Linked DNA regions of Hordeum vulgare: all the other regions are linked to region 2. The links are chromatin contacts, called in public Hi-C maps. All regions are on one chromosome and are shown on one strand. Each heading gives the region's core, a stretch centred on a gene start, on an enhancer-like site or on the middle of the called end of the contact. The rest is flanking DNA. Distances are from core to core; before and after follow the strand shown. Region 1 holds the start of LOC123412886 (nitrate regulatory gene2 protein). Region 2 holds the start of LOC123407386. Region 3 has its middle 64 kb from the start of LOC123412888.

Region 1 (4,937 bases), core at 1,743-4,242, 220 kb after region 2:
AATTCCTTGCTGGCTCCTGGGGTGAAGGAGGTATGTAATTTGGCCTGTCATAAGGTGGCATGTAATAAGAATTCCTCACTGGCTCCTGGGTTGATGGAGCATAATGTGGCATGTAATAAGAAGAATTCCTCACTGGCTCCTGGAGCGATGAAGGTACGTAGTTTGGCCTGTCATAAGGTGGCGTGTAATAAGCATTCCTCACTGGTTCCTGGGGTGATGGAGTTACATAGCTTGCCCTGTCATAAGGTGTATAGTGAGAAGATGGCCTCATCGGTGAGGAGTTCGCTGGGAAGAATCTATCTGTGCCACCATAACCATCCACAGGGTAATGTGATTCAACACGGATTGTTTCCACAGGCCGTGGGGCCTCTTCAACTGACACCGATGGGTTTGGTCCTGACATCAAGTACTTGGCAACATGAACAGTCCTCTTCTCATACGAACCATAAGGAAGGCCGAGCATCTCTGGCTTCTGTTGCTTGACAGGAGAGATGAATGGGTCAAAAATGAGCTCGTGCCGATCATCTCCAGCGACGAACCGCTGTAGGGCCATCGAAACACATTTCATGGACTCGATGTAGGCAATGTGAGAGGATGCAAAACGGTTGCGCTGTTCCAGTGCCTGCTTGATGAAGTCCCTCCTGTCCCGGCACATCTTAACAGCCTCCTCATCTTCCAATCTGGAAGCAGCACATCCCATGTCTCCAGAGTCTTTGTGTTGTCAGGAATATGTCATGCCCGGGGCAGAATTTCTGAAAAGACAAAAAGAAAAGGAATGTGGCAGGTAAGTTTCGGCTTCAATAAATCAGGTATCATGTGTAAGTGCAGAAATTACCTGATATTGTAGATTGGTCAATTGTTGGTAACATGTGCATTGCAGCTGAAGCCAGTGAACGAGAAGATGATTCGTACAAACCTACAGTCTAGCAAATTTCAGACATTTCAGAAGCATGCACACTCATTTTACGCAATCAAATTGTGTATCAAAAGGGAACTCGGACATAGGCTATTCATCAGCCTGCAACAGGCAATCAACAAGGAGTGTTGAGATTGACTACTGGGATGGATCTAACATGAAATGCAACTGCTTCTCACAAGACGCAAAAAAATCTGTGCTCGAAAGACAGTGAGAGCTACAACACCACAGAAAGATGCCCCTTTGGAAATGAAATACCCCACTGCCAAAACATACCCTACACATTTTTTTTTCGTCAGCAGCGACATTCCTTCCTCCTAAACGAGGGCTAGAAAAGCAAGAAAGTTAGGAATATAGCTCTTGGCCCAGCAAGACATGAACGGCCCTACTGCCTACTTGCATAATCATGGTCACGGTAAGCTGACTCGATATCTTTATTTCTGAACTCACTTCAGTACACTGAAAATATCAGAGTCAGGACGGTGCTGGGTGAAACATTGGATTCGAAGCAGCATTTTTTATTTTGCAGTGAAGTAAGTACAAATAACAGGCTTGCCCTCTATAAATCACAAGCTGCCAGAAAAACACAATGCAAAGATATCTTGAAGGTGAAATGAGGGGAAGAAGTGCCACAACTTTACATGGCAGGCAAAATTACAAAAGTGTTGTTGGCCCTGGATGGACTGAATTACCACAGCTCCATCTATGGTTGCCTGATTTTCTGGTGTTTAAAAAAGGTTAAAAAAAAAGGCTGTAACAAGAAGAAAATTACAAGAAAGCTCTGAAGATGATGATGGGTAATGATAACACTTGTCTCTTGGTAAACTACCCACAAGGGAAAAGATGAGAAAAGAGTAGTACTAGTTCCAATCCTCCAACCAACCAAATGTTGAATTGCTCCCGCCAATCTGCGAGTGGAACTATATACGCTATACGGGAGGGAGCGGAAAAAAATCAAGAGTTTGCTGGAAAAGCACCGCAGGCGCATCAGTGCTCACTGCACCTTGCTTAACCTTCAGGCGCATCAGGCAGGGAGCAGATGGAGAAATCACGGACGCCGGCCAAAAACACAACGCTTGCAGGCAAGGCAATTCTCGCTCTGAACTCTTCAGCACCAGATGAAGCAAGGAGATACTGGAAACGGGGATGTGCATTAGACTAGCTATGAAAACTGAAGGAAAAGTAGAAGAAGAGGGTATCTGATTCTGATGCAGGAGGGAAAGGGGGATACGATTAAATCTTCTTAGGTAAAAAAAGAAGAAGAGAAGATGACAACTGTTGCAGTAAAAAAAAGAAGAAGAGAAGACCACAGCTGTGGCAGCAATAATCAACATGAAACGGCTGCTGAATCCTCATATGTCCACATTAAAGAGCAGGCGAATGAAACAATTCGTATGGGAAAAGATGAGGCGCACAGTACAGTAGAGTACAGGAACACATCATTCTGAAGTGCGGGTGAAGCAAAGGCAGGGAAAAACAGAGCGCAGAGAGAGAGAGAGAGAGGGGGGGGGGAAGAAGAAACCAGGGGCATACTAGTAGACATCACATACATGTTCTTGGAGCGCTCAATCAAAGGTGGGGGGAATCACGAAATTCTCTCTCTCTCTCTCTCTCTCGGGACGAAGAACAGCTCCGGAACCCGACTCTTTCTCTCTCTGAAACGCAGCACTTTGTCTCTCTCCTTTGGCTCGAGGAAACCTCTCATCCAACCGCATCAATTGCCACCATTAAACAACACAAAAGCGAAGGTGGGGACAAAAGGAGGGGCAATGCGAGCGAGCCTACACAAGAAGAGATTAAAAATAGGATCAGGGGAGGTCTATACCTGGGCTGGGATTGAAGCCGAAGGAGGACCTTCTTCTCTTCTCTTCTCTACTCTACTCTACGACCACCTCAAACCCCTTGGCCTTGGGTGGGTGTGTACAGGACCAAGGAGCCGAAGAAAGATTTGTGGGGAGATGTAGAGAGAGAGAGAGATAGCGTGGGTGGCAGCGGCAGTGGCAGAGGAAAGAGAGAGAGAGAAGAGAGAGAAGAGAGGGGAGGGGAGGGGCAAGGCAACAACGGTCAAAAGACTGGAAAGGGGGGGAGGTCGCCGAAGGAGGAGGAGGAGAGGGAGAGAGAAAAGCGGGGTCGGATGAATTGGGGTATGACCCTACGCTTGCTGTTATTTCCCAATAATGCCCTACTCATTCATTTCCCCTCTTTTTTTAGGGGCGCTGCTCATTTATCCCCTGCCAATTTTATCGACGAAACTGGGGCTCAGTGGAGTAGGTCTGTTTGTGCAATTGAGGGAAATTCCGCCTTGGAGAACTGTCTTTTCTCACACTGGGATCTTGACATTTTTCTTTTTGTTACTGCCATTACAGAGAGAGAGGGCGGTGGTGGGTGGGGGTGTCTTTTTTTAACTGGTAAAGAAATGTGATGATGTGTGTGGAAATTCATGGCGTTTGGAGGTATGCAATGCGACAGCAGCACTACGCAGATTAGGAACTGAAGTATGACCGTGACCACGGGTTTTGGATCCTTGTGGGTGAGGGAGTGGGAGGATGCCCTGCGATTTCCAGGCTTCAATTCGGTGCATTAGTAGTTGGAGATTTGGTGTTATGGGTGGCGGTTTTAATCGTGATGAAAAGGCCAAAAGGCCAGCTGCCGCATGCGCGGCATTTGCAGCACGAAGAAATTCGGATGGCTCATGCAAATTAGAGTAAATTAATTTCTTGCGGATCGAAAAGCTCTAGGGCGCGTTTGTGTTCATGCAAATTACATTAATTTCTTGCGGATCGAGGAGTTGTATGCGTTTGTGTTCATGCGAATTAATTGGCTTCCCGCGAATCAAAGAGTTGCATGTTTTTGTTCATGCCAAACAAACCAAGCTTCTGGCCTAAGTATTGTGGCGTGATCAAGTCGGTTCGTGCATGCATGCCGCTCTACGCGCCTCACGCTTCTCACGTTCCCTAGCTACTACTAAATACAAGTCTTTTAAGATATTTCACTAGAAGTCTACATACAAAATAAAATAAGTGAATCTATATTTTAAAATATGTCTATATACATCCGTATGTAGTCTACTAGTGGAATCTCTAGAAAGACTTATATTTAGGAACAGAAGAAGTAGTTGTAGTTCTAGTTGAGCCAACAAAAACAAAAACAAAACCACAAATATAAAATGAAAAAAACTCAGAAACGCCCACTTTCAATTGCAAACCAAAGAAACCGTCCTGGCCTTCCCCTTCTCCTACGCGTCAAAGGATTATTATTATAAAAAAATAGTAGTTGTAAAAACAGTGTTGAGGGAAAGAAAATAAGTAATCGATGCAGTAGAATATTGTGTTGTGGCACTGCATGTGCCACCTGGCAGCCATGCATGCACATGCATGCGTAAGGTATGAGCCCCACACGCAATATTTGGGCTTGGGAAATAACACAAATCATGGAGGAAAAGTAAGACCGACCCAACCCAACCCAAGAGAATAGAATAGATGCCCTTCTTTCTTTTGTGGCTTACTCAATTTCAGATGAAGGTTCGTTTATGCCCGTGGTGTGGCTTGCACTAGGCATACAAAGGAATAATAATCTTACATTGCATGTGTGGTTCTCCCATCTACTACGACCACCTTCTCTTCTTATCTTCCACAGTGCATCCGTCTAACTACTTGCTCTGTTCACAAATATAAGTTGTTTTGGATGTCTTAAACGGACTGATCCTCGAAATACACCATCATCTTTCGGAGTGCGCAGTCAATATTATGTTATATTCAAAGAAACAAGTCAAAGAATAAAGGCTTCGTCCTGGTTTCGGCTTTATTTTGACTCCTTGTAGGGGCTCATGACAGTCCTGAACAATATATAGACTGAAATAAACAAATAAAACACAGTAAAGCTCGTATCTGTATACGTCTGGTTTCAAGAAAAAATAGAACATATGGTGAATTGTAGCACCGAAAGTAAGAAAATAATATCACGGCATGGACGCACCATCCTCTCCACGTAAACGGTATGAGCCTATGGCCGAACGCGGCGA
Region 2 (4,784 bases), core at 2,149-4,648:
GATAAATAATAAAGGAGTAAAATGCATTGATCCAATGACATTACCAGCTTTGCGGTCTCGATATGTGGTTCGGCCCATTTCTTTGCGTGTGCTGATTTTTCTGATGCCTGAAGCAATTTGATAAGCCGACATGTATAAACGATGACTTCATTCAAGCACCCCACCTTGAAATTGAAGTTAAAAAGAACTGTGTCACTAAGAGGTACCTTCTGCAAAAAGCTGTCCATGGCAGGTTTTCCATGCTCATTCCAGTGACCTGAGACAACCTCCTACACAAGATGATGATGGAACTGATGAGAGTGAGTAAACAAATGACAGAGGTGCGTATTTTGTGGTTCCATCTTACCAAATATTGGGCAGAATGTGTCACCAACCAAGGTGGCAGCCATGCTCCATGTACCTAAGAAAAAGGACAAACCATCATACACCACAGTCAGAAGATTTATCCTTACTTTAGAATCATCTCTAGAGGATACCTTTATGGGTATTAGAATTGTAATGCATACAATTCCTACTTAGTGTAGAACAAATTGTAATTACAGGTTGACCACAGAAATGTCACCACACTGATGAAATACCACACAACAAATAATGCCAAGGTGTGTTCTCATTTCTCAAGGCATGTAGCTAATGTGCAAGTTAAGATCTGCTGAAAGTTCTCCTTATTCAGAACTGACAATAAAACCACCGAACTGCCACAAAGCAGTAACTTTGAAGATCAACAGAACATTCTGGGGAACCATAGGATGGACGTTTACAACCTAGTTCTATTTTTCCAGCCCTAACCTGTGTGTTCTTTCTCATAGAAGTGGAGACTTGGTTTAAGAAATGTAATGATTTAGTTATCAGAAACAAATTCCTAAGGTACTTGGACTAGCAAAGAAACATGCACACAGTTGAACAAGCACGGCACTGGTGAAAAATGTTACTACAAGCTTCGATGATAGGATATATGATTACCTCTGTCAGCTGTTTTGCCTTCGTTGATGCTTCTAATTGCAGCCTCATCAATTCCTCCTAAAGATGAGAAAGAACAGATATGGAATATAGATAAACAACAGAATTCAGATAGGGCAGTGCAGTAACAGTTAGAAAGCATATTGCAAACCTCAGCAACTTTCAGAGCACGCTCCGTTTTCTGGATCATACGCTTTTGCTCGCCACTTGCCTTTTGAAGCTAGCAAGGACAAATTCAGACATAAGAATAACTCGATCAAAATCTAGCATGCTCATTCAGTTCAATAGTACTTACTAGTACCTTCTTCTCGGCCTTGTTAAGGATGCTATTACACCTAACTTTGTAAAATTTAAATTTTACAAGTGAGATATCACACAGGCCTTGGATAGCTTTAGAAACTAAACATAGGCTTTGTTCAGTTTAATGGTTATTCGTCACACGCCCTTCAATAGCTTTGGACATTAAATGTAGTTATGTAGACTTCCGATTTTTGAGGTATAATGTTCAATGTATGTTCGGTAATCATTTGGTGGACTATTATTTACTTTTCAGTGGTAGACTTCATTCCACAATTATTTACATTGCCATGAGCTCATGAGTAAAGAAGAGAATGAGAAAATACAGATACCGCTCAGAAGAAAAAGAAAAACAGTGTTGGATATTATCCTAAACCTACTGTATGAATGACAGATTTATGTTATATGATCCTAACAAATGGAAATGGTCCAATGGTAAAAAAGAGAAGGATTACACTTACTGACTCAAGCTTCGAGTTCAAATCTTGCACCTTCTTCTCAGCCTTGTTAGCTCTAGCTTCAAGTGTTGTTCTTTGGCTACTTTGTGCTTCGATCTCCTTATTGAGCTTCTCGATCTAGAATAGCAAAGATGAGAAACCACAAGCTCATAATCGAGAATTTCAACTGTTATTTAGCTTTCATCCTCCATACCTGCTTCTCAAGCTCAACAGCCCGAGCAATGGCCTTGCCTGCCTGCTCCTCAGCAGCTACAGAACCCGTTTTCTGCATAAGGAAAAAAAATAAGGCCACAAAGTAACGTTTAAGATACTTTCCCGAAATGATGCTTAGAGTTGAGAAGCATGTCCGTATATCTATCATAATGCATACCTGGAGAGATGTGATCTCGCTCTGCAGAGTAGCAATCTTCTGTGACTTGTCCCCAATGTCCTTCTCCAGCTTCGCGATGCCATCATCCTTGCTCTTCAGGTCCTGGGATCTGTCTGCGATGTCTGACTCTGTAGGACGAAAACAATTAGACCTCACTTAGATGAGGTCACGAGGGTATCTGGTAGGATCATGGTGTGCAAATTCATCTTGCGCAATTAGTAACCGCCAACTGGCAAGGCTTTTGGTGAGATCAGCAAACTTGGCATGCCAAACTTATGCAGGTTAATTTTGCTCTTGGCGGAAACATGTAGTAATAACCAAATACTCGCTCCGTCCCAATTCCCATGATATAAGTGTGTTTTCGACACTACTCTAGTGTCAAAAAGGCTCTAATATTATGGGGCGGAGGGAGTAGTATATATATTGCCTGTAACATACATAGTTGAGCTCTTTAGTGATACTAGCCTCTTATTCCATGTAAAGTTCGCCAATTTTAAAAGAAAAATTCAGGCCAAGAACTAGAGATTTTTTAATGTGAAAGACTCAAATTTACCTCAGCAACCAAGAAAGCACAAGTGCACGATCACACAGTACATATGTAACCAGCCACTAGAGTCAAATGATCCTTCCAAAACGTATTCGCGGGGGAAAAAAAAAAGTCCTTCCAAAAGGTAGCTTCTATACAGTAGAATAGCATTTCATTTCATACGTAAAGGGAAAAGTACAGGCTTTTGCCAAACCAGAAACCATGCGGATTTTGTCAGGGTTGTTACTCTCAACACCCAATCGTGCATCTCAGCTCCCAATCATGCATCGTACGGCGAACCTAGCTCAGAGCACGAATCCGACCAGCCCCGACCCAATCCCCTCACCCGCCCACATATAGAAATACTGATAGTAGTACGATTCGGACGGTGACCGGGGCGAGGAGGGCAGTGGACTGACCTAAGGCGGAGATCTTCTCCCTGAGCTGCGCCAGCTCCGCCCGGAGCGCGGCCGCCTCGGCGGCCTCCTTGACTCCGCCCGCCGCGATCTCCCCGGCCCCCGCCGGGTCCGCCGCCGCCTGCTCCTCCGCGGCCGCCCCGGCGGCGAACACCAGCGCCGCCGCGAGGAGGAGGAGGAGGAACCGCCTCGAGATCCCCATATCGCCGCCTCCTGTAACCCAAAATCCTTCGTTTCTATCGACCGCGACCGCGACCGCCAGGGATGGAAATGGGGGGAGGGGGGACGAGTTCTGTGTGTGTGTGTGTGTGTGTGTGTGTAGTTGTAGAGAGCAGAGAGGCAGTAGCGACGGGCGGCGTAAGGGGGTTGCACGGCTCCTGCTCGTTCGTGCCCCGCGTGTCGTGTCGTGGCGAAGCGCAGGACGGATCTTTCCTTCCGTGCTTTCATAAAAATAAAAATAAAAAAATCTCTCTTTCCATTTCTTTCCCTCCCTTACGCGGGCAGCACGTGACGTGGCACGTGGAGGCCGCGAGGACGGGATGGATCCACATGCCGTGATGGGTCGCTGACCCGGCGGGCCGTGCCGTGCCTGTCCGGTGGCGGTGGATGTTGGATGCCGTCCGGGACAGGTGGGTGGCTCGTGGGGGCGCCCGTATCGGGCACGCCTCGCACGTAGGCTGAGTTGACAGATTTTATGGTTGATAAGCCATCGTAGACACTTGCATCTATGTCTCTCATACCCTTTTCAAACATTTGGGTGGATAGTTTGATCGGTTATAAAAAAAAAAATTCAGACGAAGCTCTCAAACCGACCTCAAACGTTCAGAATAACTCATACCCTTCATTTTTAGTTCAATATGGGATGTATACGGGGAAGCCTGGGCGCACATGGCACGTCCGTCACGCTGGACTCGATAGCCTGACCATACCTTAAATTGCACCAAATCCCCTAAACCGTTCCTCCTCCTTCCGTCGCACGTCAACATTTCCCGCATCCGATCCCTCGCCTTCCGGCACCCTTGCTTTCCATCCTCACCACATGTCCCGATCTGTTGTCGTGATGTCTTCAACCCCTTCCTCGACCGCCACGACGGAGACACGGTCCACCTTGTCCGTCGGCGGGCCTTCCTCCGCTTCGTCTTGCAAGTCGGAGAACATCGCTCGTAAACTGCGCCATCACCGGCAGCAGCAAAGGGAGTTGGCCGTACAGCTACATGTGGGCGTCGTCGGCGAGATGTCTCCCCCAGCGCGCCAGGCTCCCCTTACCCCATCCATGCAAGTGTCGGCGTGAATTGTGTCGTCCGGCATCAACGAGACCGAGGAGGAAGAGGATGAGACGGCCGACTGGACCCTTTCGGAGAGCTTTCGAGACACGCAGGAGTCGTCGATCCAAGAGTGTGAGTCCGCACAGCTCGTTCGGGAGCGGGTGAGCACAGGCAACCCCATCGCGGGGGCTGCCCACAACATGTTCGACGAAACGTCTCAACAAGACCGGGTACGTTTGCTCGTGTTCGATCAAATGATTAATATTTCGTATAGTTCACTAGTTTGCACAAGATGATTGCAAACCTTGAACTGTAGGAGACATACTTGGCAAATATGATCGATGAGAATGAAGATCTGGTCCATGTGGAATATGAAATGGAGGAGACCGACGCATTTGTGATTGGGGCAACATCTGGTCCCAATCCTACCAAGAAGAAGAAGAAGCACAAGACGTCGAAGGAAAGAGGGCTTGCTTTCTCAAGATACGAGGACAT
Region 3 (4,616 bases), core at 1,615-4,114, 140 kb after region 2:
CTTCGCTCCAACCTATTGCTTCATGGCAAAAGGTTCAAAGGTACCAAACCACACTTCCTCCTCTGATTCTAGTGACTGTGAACCTGATGATTATCAAAAACCCAATTACTATAAACTTGCCAACATTGCCGCTAAGCAACAAAGTGCTATTGAAAAGCTTCAGAAACTGGTAGACAAAAGTGATGATTTGTTGAATGATGAAATGAATCGTACTCAAGTCCTCATTGAAGATGTTGAAAGTCTTCAGTCTAGATTTGATAGTCTTCAAGATTGCTATGGCACATTTGTAACACCCTGTGTTTAGCTTTCCTGGCTAATTAACTTATTTCAAAAATTAGGACCAATTAATATTTTTGTGTATGCTTGTGATGCTTGGAGTGACTCTTGTTTGCTTGCTTGCTTGTATGCTTGTGTTTGATTCTCAATAATTCTTGTTACTCTCCAGACTCACCTCCTTAGCCCAAATCTCGTACCTAATGATCACGCCATGTGTTTAGGACCATAAATTATTTTTACCAAATATTATTTTCACCAAAAAGCAGATCTCGCAATTAAGCTTTCAAAACCTGTGAGATGAGATTTGTACTACAACTCCTCAAATTAGGAAATTTATTTTGCACCAATTATTTTATTTAAAACCCATTATCAAAATGACTTCCAAAAACCATAATATTATTATTTTAAAGGTTATTTTACTATTTTATTTAAATGCCTTCCTGTGTGGCCAGAAATGGCCTCTTATGAAGGAAAGTTATTTTTATTGCTTTCAAAATATTTAAGAAAATTTAGGAAAACTCAGTGGACATATATATTCCATATATATGAGTTTCAACACATGGTCATGTTAAAAATATTGGGCAAAACCCTTCAAAACCCTTCCTGCCTATTTCAAGCTTTTGGAATATTTCTATAAGAAATATTTTCAATAAATTCCTGTAAAGTTCTAGCATGTCACCTATGATGTATGTGATGATCTTGCCAATTTTCATATCAATCCAAGTTGATTTAATTCCCCTAATTATTATAAAACCCTATCAATCCAGATCTAAATTTGAGGAACTCTACATTGTCAAGTATCTCCAATTGTTCAGATACTCCAATAATGCATCCACACCCAGTGGTGCATCAAGGATAATAGAAGAACTTATCCCAAGCCCGTCAAAACTCTTTATGTTTATTTGTAACTTTGGGAAACTTTACATTGTAAAGTTTCTCCAATTGACCCCAAAAAAATTTGGACATGCCTTAATGCTCAAATAATGCCCACACACCAAATATTGGATTTGTGGGAATTAATTTGAATAATTTCATAAGCAGAAAGCCATTTCTGCCCATTTCATGGGTTTTCCAAGTCTACATTGGAAACCTTCTCCACCAAACCCCACATTTTGTGTCCAAGCTTATTTTCATCTATTATTTGATCCTGTTAAGTTCCATATCCATTGAAGTTCACCTGGTTGCTCTTACACTCATCAAACACCTTGTGTGCACTCACCAAATAGGCTCCTTTGACCCCTTCCACTTTTACCCTTGGACTCAACTTTCTACCACAGCTCTAAATAGTTACATTTTACCTCCAGTAGCATTTCCATGACCTCTGGTCAATTATTGGAGAGAGGCTCCATGTAACTAGTTCTCATTTTTACCCTTGAATAACCATTTTTACCTCTCTTATCCTACTTCTGGTTAAGCCAAATCCCCCACCTCTTTCCAGAAGGTCCCTAGAATCCCAAGGCATCATTTCAAACCAAGTTGTGGCATGCTCATGTGGGGAAAATGAGCAGCACATCTACAAGTTGATTTCTGGCTGAATTGTAGCCTTGTACAACAAGTACTAGCTACCCTCCTCTGATTGAGCTCAAACTTGGTAGCGTTGTAGTCCTTGCATAGCTAACACTGCCAGACATAAGTATTCCCCAAGACTCCCCACTTGAGACCCACTTTCCTTAACTCTAAGTTTGTTGTTGCAAACTTAACCTCAGTCAAACCCCCACCTAACCAGCCCCAGATGCAACCAAAATCCAAAGCCTCCTTCTTGCATGTGTGCACTAGGTGTTGGACACCTTTGACTGGTCAAGTTGCTGGTGTAGGCACAGGTGGCCATGGTGACCACCACCCTCGCATGCAAAACTGGTGCTCTACACCCTAACCTTTCCCCACAGCTCGAATAAGGCAGCCACAACTTCGCACAGGAGGTCACAACATCTCTTTTTGACCGTTCCAAGCACTCCCCATCATCGGCTAGCCTCCAAGCTCCATGTGGGGTGCGTGGCATCCATGCACGAGGAAGCTCCAAAGAGCTCCCGAGCTTTCTCCCCTCTCCCCTCTTATCTCCTCTCTCCCCGAGCCTCTGCTTCTCTTGCATCTCTCCCCTCTCCCTTGGGCTCCTCCTGAGCATCTCCCCTTCTCTCCCTAGCTTCCTCCTCTCCCCCCATGGCCTCCATGGCCAGGTTCGGCCTTGCTCAAGTTCGGGCGCCCCCAAGCCCCTTCTCTCCCTTGGGGATCGTCGGGACCTCCGTGGGATAGAGCTGGCCTCTCCCTCGCACCATTTCTCCTTCCCATCGACCGCTGCGCCATCCTCCCCGGCCGCCAGCGCCAGCTCCTCCGCGACCAAGATCCCGCGCGCCTTGGAGCTCTCTGGCGGGGGCAAACAAGCCACGCCGGCGGGCCTCCTCGCCCCGCACGCGCCGGTGGCCGGACCGACGTCAGGGACAGCCGGAGCCGCCAGGGCCTGAGTCGGGCGTTGCTCTGCCCCGCCTCCCCTGCATCTCCCTATCGAGCGGGAGGTTAGGGACGATCCTGACGCGCGGGCACCGCCTGCTAGTGACCGGCCGAGAGGCCCACGCGGTTAAGTGGAGACGGCCTTCGATCATAGTCCTTTTCTCATGCGGAAGGCGCCCTACCAAAGTACGCCTTCGGCGTGGCCGCTTCGCTGGCTAGCTCGCGCGGCTGGGCCGGCCCATCTGCCTAACAGCCGCCTGAGCACAGGATAGCCTCTGTTGCTGAGCCTTTTATCATTTTCCCTTTTTGCAGAAACTTCGAAATTCTATAGAAAAATCATTCTAACTCCAAAAATGTTGATTCAAATTTATGCAGGTCCCTAAAATCAAGGCCTATGCAAATATGTGCTTTGCACATTTTACAAGCAATTTGATGTTATGTTATTATTCAAATACAGATTTGGATATAATTAGCCCACCTTCCAAAAACATCCTATAGGGTTCAGATCAACTCCAAATGGAGTGATTCCAATTTCCAGATCCTTCTAACATCATACCCTATTTTTAGAGCATTGGTCAACATTTTTATCTTGCATATTTCAGATGCAATAAATAAATAGCTCCCTTTTGCTATTTATCCAGTATTAGAAAATCCCTAGAATATTCACCTCAACGCCAAATCTAGTGAAACTACTTCCTAAATATTTCTAAAATTATGCTCTATTAAATGATTGCCTCGACTCATTTTTATCATGATATTTTATATGGATCACCTATTCTTCCTTTCATCCATTCAAAATTCCCTGATGATCCATATCTCCTATAGCAAGCTTCAGGTATTTTTCTTATGACCAAAGAGGTCCAAGAAAAATAAAACCTCCATTTATACATCACTTTTGTTCTGCTTGCTGTGTAGTTGACTGTGTTGTTTCCGACGTTAGTTGACACAGTACTCAGAGTTGGACCGGAAGACCTCGAAGCAGTGGCGAAGCCACGTTTGTAGCTGTGTAGTCATATGACTACACATGAAATTGGTAAATCAAGTCACTATAGGCAATGCATATTACACCACTGAACAAACTACTTCAGGAAGTTGATTACACAAGCTAATTTGACATCACAAATATTGGATCCTGGCACCGCCACTGCCTCGAAGAACCTGAGGGACTAAGAGAGCAAAGGCCAGAAGCCCTTTGACCATGTTTGAGCATATGTTATATTGCATGCTAGTAGAGAAAATATTTCCATTGCATATGATCATAAGTATCGGTAAACCATTGAAGTGATTTTACCGATGGCATGATCCTACCACCTATGAGGGTCACGCTTATATCATGTTGACAAGTAGCTAAGCATAATAGTAGAATGAGCATGATGATGGTAAATATCAAAGGTTTATAAAAAACTCGTCGGGTGCCACTAATGCCCGAGGGTGATGATGAGTTAGGTGGCCACTTTTGGTGAAGTGGTGCACCGGGTATTTTGGTGTGAGTGGTTTCGGAAATGGGAACAGATTTATGACGTGTCGACCGTCCCAACCTTACATGTGCGACCACGTTACCCCTTTATGGCACGGGGCTTTGTTGATTTCTGGTCGGTGCTAGGAAAGAGCCACATTACTAGTGGCGGGAGTGATGTGTGGTCACTCCCATGACGGGGTCGTGCCAGGTAGGGCGACTATGCCGTTTTGACGTGTTCGGGCACACCGTTGGTCCCCGCATGGATGATACTGTACAGAGTCAATGCTCGTAAGACGTACATCATGTGGGATGGGTACCAATCGTGTCACACCCTGTTTTTGCTATCACTTGTCAGTATTGTGAAATTCTGAGCTTGTTAAAACTTTTTCAGAACTAATGTTGTGAGTGCCATGATTGAGATTGTATACTTGTATGC

The links. Hi-C and Micro-C count contacts between places; a contact is called where the count stands out from the background.
Region 1: a Hi-C map of seedling shows a contact between it and region 2, with 4 times the contacts expected there. The contact joins the promoter of LOC123412886 here to the promoter of LOC123407386 in region 2. A contact is called at or near these places in 4 of 6 Hi-C or Micro-C datasets (leaf and seedling) and 1 of 1 datasets of contacts at active chromatin or transcription factors (embryo).
Region 3: a contact with region 2 is called in a Hi-C map of seedling, with 4 times the contacts expected there. The contact joins the enhancer-like site here to the promoter of LOC123407386 in region 2. A contact is called at or near these places in 3 of 6 Hi-C or Micro-C datasets (leaf and seedling) and 1 of 1 datasets of contacts at active chromatin or transcription factors (embryo).

The regions. Positions count from the first base shown.
Region 1 is chr7H:188,615,326-188,620,262 of MorexV3_pseudomolecules_assembly, reverse strand. LOC123412886 (nitrate regulatory gene2 protein) reads right to left here and starts at 2,992. Exons shown (of 6, transcript XM_045105848.1): 1 at 2,742-2,992; 2 at 836-916; 3 at 1-752. The coding sequence starts at 700. The region is part of intron 2 of LOC123412888 (a long non-coding RNA gene); the gene reads left to right.
Region 2 is chr7H:188,840,711-188,845,494 of MorexV3_pseudomolecules_assembly, reverse strand. LOC123407386 reads right to left here and starts at 3,398. Exons shown (of 15, transcript XM_045100512.1): 1 at 3,028-3,398; 2 at 2,083-2,210; 3 at 1,906-1,977; 4 at 1,716-1,829; 5 at 1,109-1,177; 6 at 961-1,017; 7 at 347-400; 8 at 207-269; 9 at 45-107. The coding sequence starts at 3,226.
Region 3 is chr7H:188,696,074-188,700,689 of MorexV3_pseudomolecules_assembly, reverse strand. No RefSeq gene overlaps it. Among protein-coding and RNA genes, the nearest start is that of LOC123412888, 64 kb to the right of the region's middle. Within about 2 kb of position 2,864, at least 3 of the 3 cell types and tissues checked have open chromatin away from gene starts, as enhancers often do. A contact at or near this core is called in leaf and seedling, where this site is marked.